Linked DNA regions of Sus scrofa: regions 2 and 3 are each linked to region 1. Evidence: chromatin contacts called from public promoter capture Hi-C data. All regions are on one chromosome and are shown on one strand. The core of a region is the stretch at or near the end of the contact, and the rest is flanking DNA. Distances in the headings are between cores, read along the strand shown. Region 1 holds the start of HNRNPLL (heterogeneous nuclear ribonucleoprotein L-like). Region 2 holds the start of SOS1 (son of sevenless homolog 1). Region 3 holds the start of CDKL4 (cyclin-dependent kinase-like 4).

Region 1 (2,700 bases), core at 82-2,581:
TTTTTTTTTTCCCTTAGGAAATAACTTTGGAAAGGAGAGAGAATAGGCTGGGGAGGAAACAATCCACACCATTAGGAAAGGAAGAGCCACATTTTGGGAAGCATCTGACCGCCAAGGATATCAGAAACATTTAAATGACTCGATCCCAGGCAACTCTCCAAGGATTAAGTCACAGAAGGCAGTTAGGTTGCGTTAGATTTGCCAGTTCCTCTCCTGAAAGATAATGGACCTTTATTTCCCAAGGCCCACTCATTCAGCCTTGTTGAGCATGTAACTTGTGCTGGGGACTGTTACAGGAACTGGGTTTGCAAAGATGAGAAAAGCCCAGTTCCTGTCTCCAAGCGCGTCTAGTTTTTAAAACAGAATATCCTAATAGGTAGCTTATAAAGGGCACCGTTTCAAAAGGGGAAAGCGGCAACCAGAAGCTTGAGGAGGCCTCAGGGCTCCACAGAGGAAACAAGCTGTGTGTGGTCCAAAGGACAACTTTGATAGGCTTTCGTGTCTTTTAAAAGATAAATGATAATGTGAAATAAATCGATCGCCCAGAAAGGAAAAGGTTGAGATGAAGGATGAAACTTTATATGGAAGGTTTAAAGCACATTTAGTTGGGGCAGGGACTTGATACAAGACCCCTCGTTATAATTGTCAGGAAAGAAGAGTCCAGAAGACCCACGAGTACTAACTGATCGAACTGACAGTCGCCCGTGTGGAGCGTCTTCTTTAGACCCGCACTTCAGTGCATGTTGACTGTTCTCGAACATCTACCTAGCGGCGGGGAGAGAATCCGTCCACTTGGATGAGATTTTGCACACAACAATGGGAGAAGGCTACTTTCACGGCTCTAAGCCCTTTGCTCGCTTCACCTCCCGGAGCTTTAGGGCTGTGTGAGGTACATCTGTAGGGATTTTCTCTTTTGAAGAGAAGTAATAAAAGCATTTAAATTAGCGGGAGGGCGGTTAACACCCGCAGCCCCGGTCCCACTGCTTGCCTCCTGGCCCGCCGGGGTTCGCCCCGCGCCTCACCTCCGGTTGGCCCAACAGCGCTAACGGCCGCGGTGTAGCAACCGCTCCAGGACGTTGCGCTGCAGGTGCTGCTCGGTCGTCACTCGCAGGCCAGCGGCGAGTTCTGAAGGCGCGGAGTGGGGGGGGGGGGAGGAGGCCTGACAGTGGGCAGCTTTTGACGAACGGCCTTTAGAGCCAATTGGAAGCCTGGTCGACTTTTCCCTCTGCCAATAGAGAGCAAGGCCCGGGCTGGGGGGCGCTTCCCGCGGGGTGCTGCTGGATTTGATCCTCTGCGGCGGCCGCGAAGGCGGGGGTGGAGGCTCGGCCTGGGCGGCAAGGAGCGGATTAGGGGAGGAGGGAAGACCGGAAGCAACGGTCGCGTCCCGATCCTTAGATTCGCTCCCCAGGGCAGGCTTTGGAGACGGAGGAAGAGGGAGAGGCTGAATGTTGGCTCTGTGATAAAGGGGAGCGGCCGCTCCGGAGCCTCCTCCTGGAGCGCCCCCTTCATCCTGCCCGCTCTCTGCACCCACCCGGCTCCAGGGCGCGCGGCCCCCGCGGACGCCCGGCCGCACAGACCTTTTCTGAAGAAGCGCTGCGGGTGGCGAGGACTGGCCGGCGGCGTCCGAGGCCCGCGCCCCGCCGCCACCCCCACACGCCTGCCGGCCGGTCTCTCCGGCCGCCGCCATGTCCTCCTCCTCATCCTCCCCTAGGGAGACGTATGAGGAGGACCGGGAATACGAGAGCCAGGCCAAGCGCCTCAAGACCGAGGAGGGAGAAATCGACTACTCTGCGGAGGAAGGCGAGAATCGCCGGGAAGCGACGCCCCGGAGCGGGGGCGATGGCAGCGGCGGCCGGAGCTTCTCACAGCCGGTAACAAAGCGCGGCGCCGGGTCCTCGGTGCCTGGCGGCTCCCCGGGAAGCAGGGCCCCGCGGCGGGGACTCGGCCCCGAGTCCTTCCGCCCGCCTCATTTTCCCATTTTGCTGCGCTGACCAGGTTGGGAAGCGCCGGCTCTTCTCTTTGCGTCTTTTTTCCTTTGCCCTACCTGTTTCCAGCACCTGGATCGCGAATCTAGGCTCGGCCTGGCCGCAGGCCCCGCCGCGAGTCCGCTGCCGGCCCTGAACTTGGGAAGGGTCGCGGGGCCCGGCGGCTGGGGAGGCGTTGCCGCTTCCGCTCCTGGGAACTCGGGTGCACGATTAGCCCTTTGTTTTAACTCTGCGGGCGAGTGGCCCGCGTCCGACGACCCGCTCCCTTCAGTCCCTTGCTCCAGCATCTGCGCGCCGGTCCCGATCACAGGATGGTGGCGTCGGTTCCGCCCGGGGCTCTCTTCGCCTGGGTTTTGAGGAGAACCGTAGCTAAGTGACAGATTACGCTCCGGCGTTCACACTGCCCCCCCCCCCCCTCCGCGTCTTCCAAGGATTTAATTAGAAAATTTTTATTCTTGGCTGGCCTGGCGCACATATTTTGCTCCCCAGTTTCATGATTATTGCTCAGTACAGTTTTTAGCTCTTCGGTGAGAAAATATGTTGGTAGGTGTTCGCACACCACTACTTCCAAGTAAAATGAATCTTAAAATCACCTCAGTTCTTCACGGGCAGTTTGTTCCAAATCGCTCCACGAAAAGCGGAACTGAATTCAGGACTGCATCAAACACACGTTCCTAGATTCTTATTTCTCTCATCAGAAAGATTAGCTGGAGGC
Region 2 (2,725 bases), core at 177-2,676, 540 kb before region 1:
GTGAAATAAAAACAATAGGACTGCTGAGGATTAAGAGATTATGCTCAAAACTGCTTAATGGTAAAATAAACCAGGAGGTGCCAGCCTCCTGGTAAAAACACCTGCATCCCTGGGATGGAGGAACACTATATATAATGCTCCTTTAGCATTCCATGAACATTCACCAAGTGCCTGTTCTGTGTAGAGTCCCTCGTGAAAAAGATCTGCCTTCCAGGAGTTTATCTAGTTGAAAGAGCCTTGTAGAGATACGAAACACGATAAACTAAATGCCCTAAAAGGGACCCGAATAAAGTGTTCTGGGCTCCAGGAGCTGCAGGAGAGGTGTCAATTTCCACTGGAGGTAAGTGGTTACTGAAGTTCATATTTGAAGTGGGTCTGAAAGATGAACATATTGAATTTAAACACATGCTCACAAAATCAACATGACACGTATTTTATTCTTGGTGATGTGGAAAGACCAATTGCAAACATTGTCATCACTTCCGTTATCCGATAAATATCAGGCTGTAGGTTTCGTGCGACAGGCACCAATCTTTTGTCCAGTCTGTTTACTATACATTGCATGCTTTGGGCAGTCCTTATCTTCATTTTCGGGAACAAAGTACACACATACTCCTTTCCAAAACGAAAGGCCCGGGGACACCAAGAGAGCGCTGGGATCCCTCAGCCCAACAATACAGTGGGGTGCACTTCACTGCAGCGCGCACCCCACCCCGCGGGCTCCAGTCGGTCCAGGGTTCGACCTTTGGCGGCCCTATCGCTCCTCCCCAGCAGCCCTCGGGGGCGCCGCCACAGCCCGGCGGGGCGCCCTCCCTCGCCCGCGCTTCCCTCCTCCTTCGCTGGGGAGCCGGAAAACCCGGAGCGAACCGGCCCTGCCCGGCGGCGCATGCTCAGTAGCGAGCAGGTTCAGTTCGCTAGTAGGAAGCTCGAGCGCTACACTAGCGTCGGCGGCGGCCGCGGCGGCACCTCAGGGCAGCCAGATTCCCCGACCACGACCTCGGGCCTTTCCCCTCCCCTGTTGGACCTTGCGCCCAGCTCCGCCCCGCCCCGGGTCGCTCGCGTTTTGGGGGTCCCCGCTGCGTGGAGCGGGCGCCGCAGCCGGAGCGTCCCTCCACCCGCCCTCCCCCAGCCGCCGGCTCCGCCGCGGGGCCAGGCCGGGCCCGGGAGCGCAGCCTCGGCGGGCGGGCGGCGGCGGCGGCAGCGGCAGAGGCCAGCCCCGGGCGGCGCCGGCAGGCCGGGGAGGGGTAGGGGGCCTGGCCCCGGGGCGGTGGGGCGGAATGCCGCCGCCGCCGCCTCCGGGCTGCGTTCGCTCTCCGCGGCTGGTGCCCGTATCGGGTGGGTGGCCGGGCGCGGGCCTCGCCCCCCAGGCCCCTCTCCGAGGCTAGCCCGGCCGCGCGGCTCCCCGAGGGGGCCGGGCCGTCCGGTGGGGCTGCGGCCCTGCTCCGCGGGGCGAGCTCGCCCTCTCGCGGCTCCCCGGCCCGACCACCGCCACCCCTCTCCCCGCCCAGAGGCGCCCCGGGGGCACCATGCAGGCGCAGCAGCTGCCGTACGAGTTTTTCAGCGAGGAGAACGCGCCCAAGTGGCGGGGGCTGCTGGTTCCTGCGCTGAAAAAGGTGAGGAGCGCGGGGGACCCCGCTTCCCGGCTGCAGCCCCTGCGAGGGCGCTGGGGCTGGAGAAGGGTTGGGGAGGCGGGGCGCGCGCGGGGCCGTCTTTCTTCCCGGTCTCACCACCTCGCAGAAAGGACGGCGCGCGCCGAGAGGTTCCCCCTCTCTCGCTGGCTCTTGGTGTTGACATTCACCCGCTGTGTGGGAAGGCCGCAGGGAGCCAGGGAGAGTTTATCCGAAGAATCCAACCGCTTAGAGGTTAATGCCCTGCCCCCGATTCAGAGACGTGAGTTGGAGGAGCCTCACTTTTCAGTGGAGGTCAAAGTAGGCCACTTTTTCGTCTTCTCGGTCTTCTCCCGGAGCTGCTGTCAGTCTCCGGCTTTAGGTGTCCAGTCGACTCGTCCTAGTGGGCCCGAGAATGCTCTGGCCATAATGCTCGCTGTAAGTAATTGCAGAGCTCTCCTGCCAGCAGGAACATGGCCTCTGTAATCACTCTTCATTCCCCCGAATTCCCGAACTCGTCCGATTAACAGGGGTGGGTGCGCATACCACTCTTTTCTTCCTTCCTTACTTTCGTTCTTCAATTCTTCTTTTCCCTCTCACTCCCTTCCTCTACTGTCATTGCATTTTTCGATTAGAAATTTTAACCTTTCTGTGTTTCTTCGACTTTGCCCCATTTTTATCTAAAGTTATATACCCCGTGACCTGTACTTTTACATGTTTTAGTATAATTAGGAAATGTTATATTTTGGAAGCTTCTAAGGCACCGTTGTGACTTAATAGAAACTGACGTTTGAATGAATATAAAAACTGCCGGAGTATTTTTGTTTTCCTCTTACTTTTTCTTGTAAATGTAAGGATAGCTTTAGTGTCTTAATACTGTTTCTAAATTTCCATTTGTTACTCAAAAAGTGTTTCAGATTATCACATTAAAAATATTTTTAGTTCTTAACTGAGAGTTGAGGTTATAGTGTACCCTTTCTTCCAAACATCTGTACTTTTAAGAACTGTGTTTTACGAGATGTCTGATATTTCTCAAAGGCCAGCAACTTTTACTTTCCCTTTTGCCCATTTCTCCCTCTCCCCCTCTTGGGTACCTTACAATGGAAACTATTTAGTTT
Region 3 (2,877 bases), core at 329-2,828, 670 kb before region 1:
TAATGAGGAGTTCCTGTCGTGGCGCAGTGGTTAACGAATCCGACTAGGAACCACAAGGTTGCGGGTTCAATCCCTGCCCTTGCTCGGTGGGTTAACGATCCGGCGTTGCCGTGAGCTGTGGTGTAGGTCGCAGACTCGGCTCGGATCCTGCGTGGCTGTGGCTCTGGTGTAGGCTGGTGGCTACAGCTCGATTAGACCCCTAGCCTGGGAACCTCCATATGCCGTGGGAGCGGCCCAAAAAATGGCAAAAAAAAAAAGACCAAAAAAAAAAAAAAAAAGTGGTAATGAACCCAACTGGTATCCATGAGGACACGGTTTCGATCCCTGGCCTCACTCTGAATTAAGGATCCAGCGTTGCCATGAGCTGTGGTGTAGGTCGAAGATGTGGCTGGGATCCCACATTGCTGTGGCTGACTGGCAGCTGCAGCTCCAATTCAACCCCTAGCCTAGGAACTTCCATATGCCACAGGTTCAGCCCTAAAAAGACAAAAAGTAAATAAATAAATAACACAGAAGTTAATAATCATAGCAGTTTGTCTACATTTATCACTTTTTCCAAGTACATTGCAGCTAATCTTAGTAACTTCTAAAAATATATCTTTATCAGTGTAACATTATATGTTGAAAAACAGAGGCTCAAGGAAAAGATTTTCAACAAATCAATGTTCTATTCTTGGCATTTGGTTGTTGATCCTTTTCCTGAGCCACTGCTTTTCTAGTTGCCAAGTCTTCATATAATTTAACAAGTTACATAAAGGTCACATTTCAAAAAAATTTAACTGTCACATTTGACTGTCAAAATATTTCCCAAAAGTATATAACTGGTTGTGTATTATACACACATGGGCTTTTTAAAACTACAGACCCCAGAATCAATCTTTGAGGGTGAAGCCCAGTAACCTATGTTTTTATAAAGTACAAATGATTCTAACATACACTGGCCCAACATTGAATTTAAATCCATGTTTAAATGGATTTAAACATGGATAAGTGTAGTCCAAGTATCACTTGGCTCAGAAAGAATAAACTTTAATGACACTTAAAATGCAAATTTGGCAGCTCTACCCACTAACTTTTGATAGAGGATTTTGATTCACTCAAAGAGAGCCACCAACTGAAATGGTAGAAACAATCCATTTCCTCTCCATTGAAGTTCAAAGCTGTCTATTTTGTTAGCTAGTTTGTTAAATGTTGTGAGTAGAATGAGATCAGTTGTTCCTGGGCCTTTTCGCATTGTTCATCTTGCCAAGTGTGTTACTGATTTTAGTAGAGACCAGAAAATAAAGGACAGGTATCACTTTTCACCACTACTAGAAGAAAAATGAAAATGTGCTGTATTGGAGTTCCCATCGCGGTGCAGCGGAAATGAATCCGACTAGGAACCATGAGGTTGCGGGTTCGATCCCTGACCTCGCTCAGTGAGTTAAGGATCCGGCGTTGCCGTGTACTGTGGTGTAGGTCGAAGACTCGGCTCCGATCCTGCATTGTTTGGCTCTGGCATAGGCCAGCAGCTACAGCTCAGATTAGACCCCTAGACCCCTAGCCTGGGAACCTCCATATGCCACAGGAGTGGCCCTGAAAAAGACAAAAAAAAAAAAAAAAAAGGTGCCGTGTAAAATAATGGACAAACACTAAGACTATTACTTGAAGGAATATAACAGTTTGTCTAACACATGTGTTTGTGTACCAGATATTATTCTATGTGCTTTACATAAATTCTCCCACTAAAGCCCCAGAACAGCCCAATGAGGTGTAGGTATTGTTAATGCCATTTTACAGATGAAAAAACTAAGGCACAGAAAGATGAAATAACTTGCCCAATAATATAGCTGGTAAGTAGAGCTATGACTGGAACCTAGGCACTTGGCTTGATTCAAAGTATATACTCTTAACTACTGTGCTAAACTGCCACAAAGACTATATGCAGTATATTCTACTACCCTCTAAAGTACACTTTAGCCTTTCTCCCCTGAAATTATACTTATTTTCTCCAGGACTTGGATTTCAAATTCTGATCTTCACTGTCTCTCTGCAGCAAGAGAAATTAACTTTCTTAATTTTTTGCCTTATCACAAAGGATTTTCCTTTTTCAAAGTATTTTGTATAATAAAAGGATTTGCACAGAATTAATTCTACAGTTAAAGCTTATGAAATAAGCTAATCAAAAGTCTTTTTTACTCTTGCGAGATAATTCTTTAACCAACATACATTGATCATTTACAGTGGATCCAGGCACTTCACTGGCACTGGGGAAAAGATGGAAAAGGCATCATTCCCAATATTCCAGGAGCACACTGCATGAATAAAGATATTTAAAGAACAATGCAAAAGGCTGTACCTTAATTCTGCTTTGAGAAAAGGAAGGCCTTGGTGTAAAACATTAATTACATTTAAGCTGAGTTGTTCATAGATGAAGAGTTTAGCAAGTGCAGAAAAAAATCAGGGTAGAGAGCTATAGGCTAGACTAAGGCATGTGCAAAAATGCTGTCTGTTCAAGGAATAGTGATGTTAAATACAGCTGAGCTCAGGGTGTGAGGAGCAGAGTAAGGAGAAAACAAGGATGGGCCTGATTGTGAAGAGCTTCCTAATGAGGAAAGTAGCTCTAGTCAACTGTTACCAAAACTGCAGAGATCAAATACCATGAAGATGAAAAGAGCTGTTAGGTTTGTACCTACAGTGATCTCTTGTATCTTTACTGAGAAAATCACCTATATAGCATGATGGGGGCAAAAATAATGCAGAAATAAGTTGATGTGAGTTTATGTAGATTTTAGTTGGAGCATGTTTGGACTTAAGGAGATAGTTTTCTTGGTTTGTTTCGTTTCAAATAAAGATGGGAGATTAGAGCATAATTTCTAAGCAAATGAAGGAAGTGGA

The links. Promoter capture Hi-C pulls out the DNA fragments that hold promoters and counts their contacts.
Region 2: a contact with region 1 is called in a promoter capture Hi-C map of liver, with 5 times the contacts expected there. The contact joins the promoter of SOS1 here to the promoter of HNRNPLL in region 1. A contact is called at or near these places in 2 of 5 promoter capture datasets (fetal liver and liver), 2 of 47 Hi-C or Micro-C datasets (fibroblasts and heart right ventricle) and 2 of 2 datasets of contacts at active chromatin or transcription factors (alveolar macrophages and skeletal muscle).
Region 3: a promoter capture Hi-C map of fetal liver shows a contact between it and region 1, with 3 times the contacts expected there. The contact joins the promoter of CDKL4 here to the promoter of HNRNPLL in region 1. A contact is called at or near these places in 1 of 5 promoter capture datasets (fetal liver) and 1 of 2 datasets of contacts at active chromatin or transcription factors (skeletal muscle).

Annotation. Positions count from the first base shown.
Region 1 is chr3:101,751,999-101,754,698 of Sscrofa11.1, forward strand. It overlaps HNRNPLL (heterogeneous nuclear ribonucleoprotein L-like), which reads left to right and starts at 1,332. Exons shown (of 11, transcript XM_021087609.1): 1 at 1,332-1,871. The coding sequence starts at 1,686. It overlaps LOC102164129 (a long non-coding RNA gene), which reads right to left and starts at 1,156. Exons shown (of 6, transcript XR_002342766.1): 1 at 1,023-1,156.
Region 2 is chr3:101,208,142-101,210,866 of Sscrofa11.1, forward strand. SOS1 (son of sevenless homolog 1) reads left to right here and starts at 1,427. Exons shown (of 21, transcript XM_021087590.1): 1 at 1,427-1,613. The coding sequence starts at 1,527.
Region 3 is chr3:101,085,578-101,088,454 of Sscrofa11.1, forward strand. CDKL4 (cyclin-dependent kinase-like 4) reads left to right here and starts at 1,579. Exons shown (of 10, transcript XM_021087585.1): 1 at 1,579-2,877.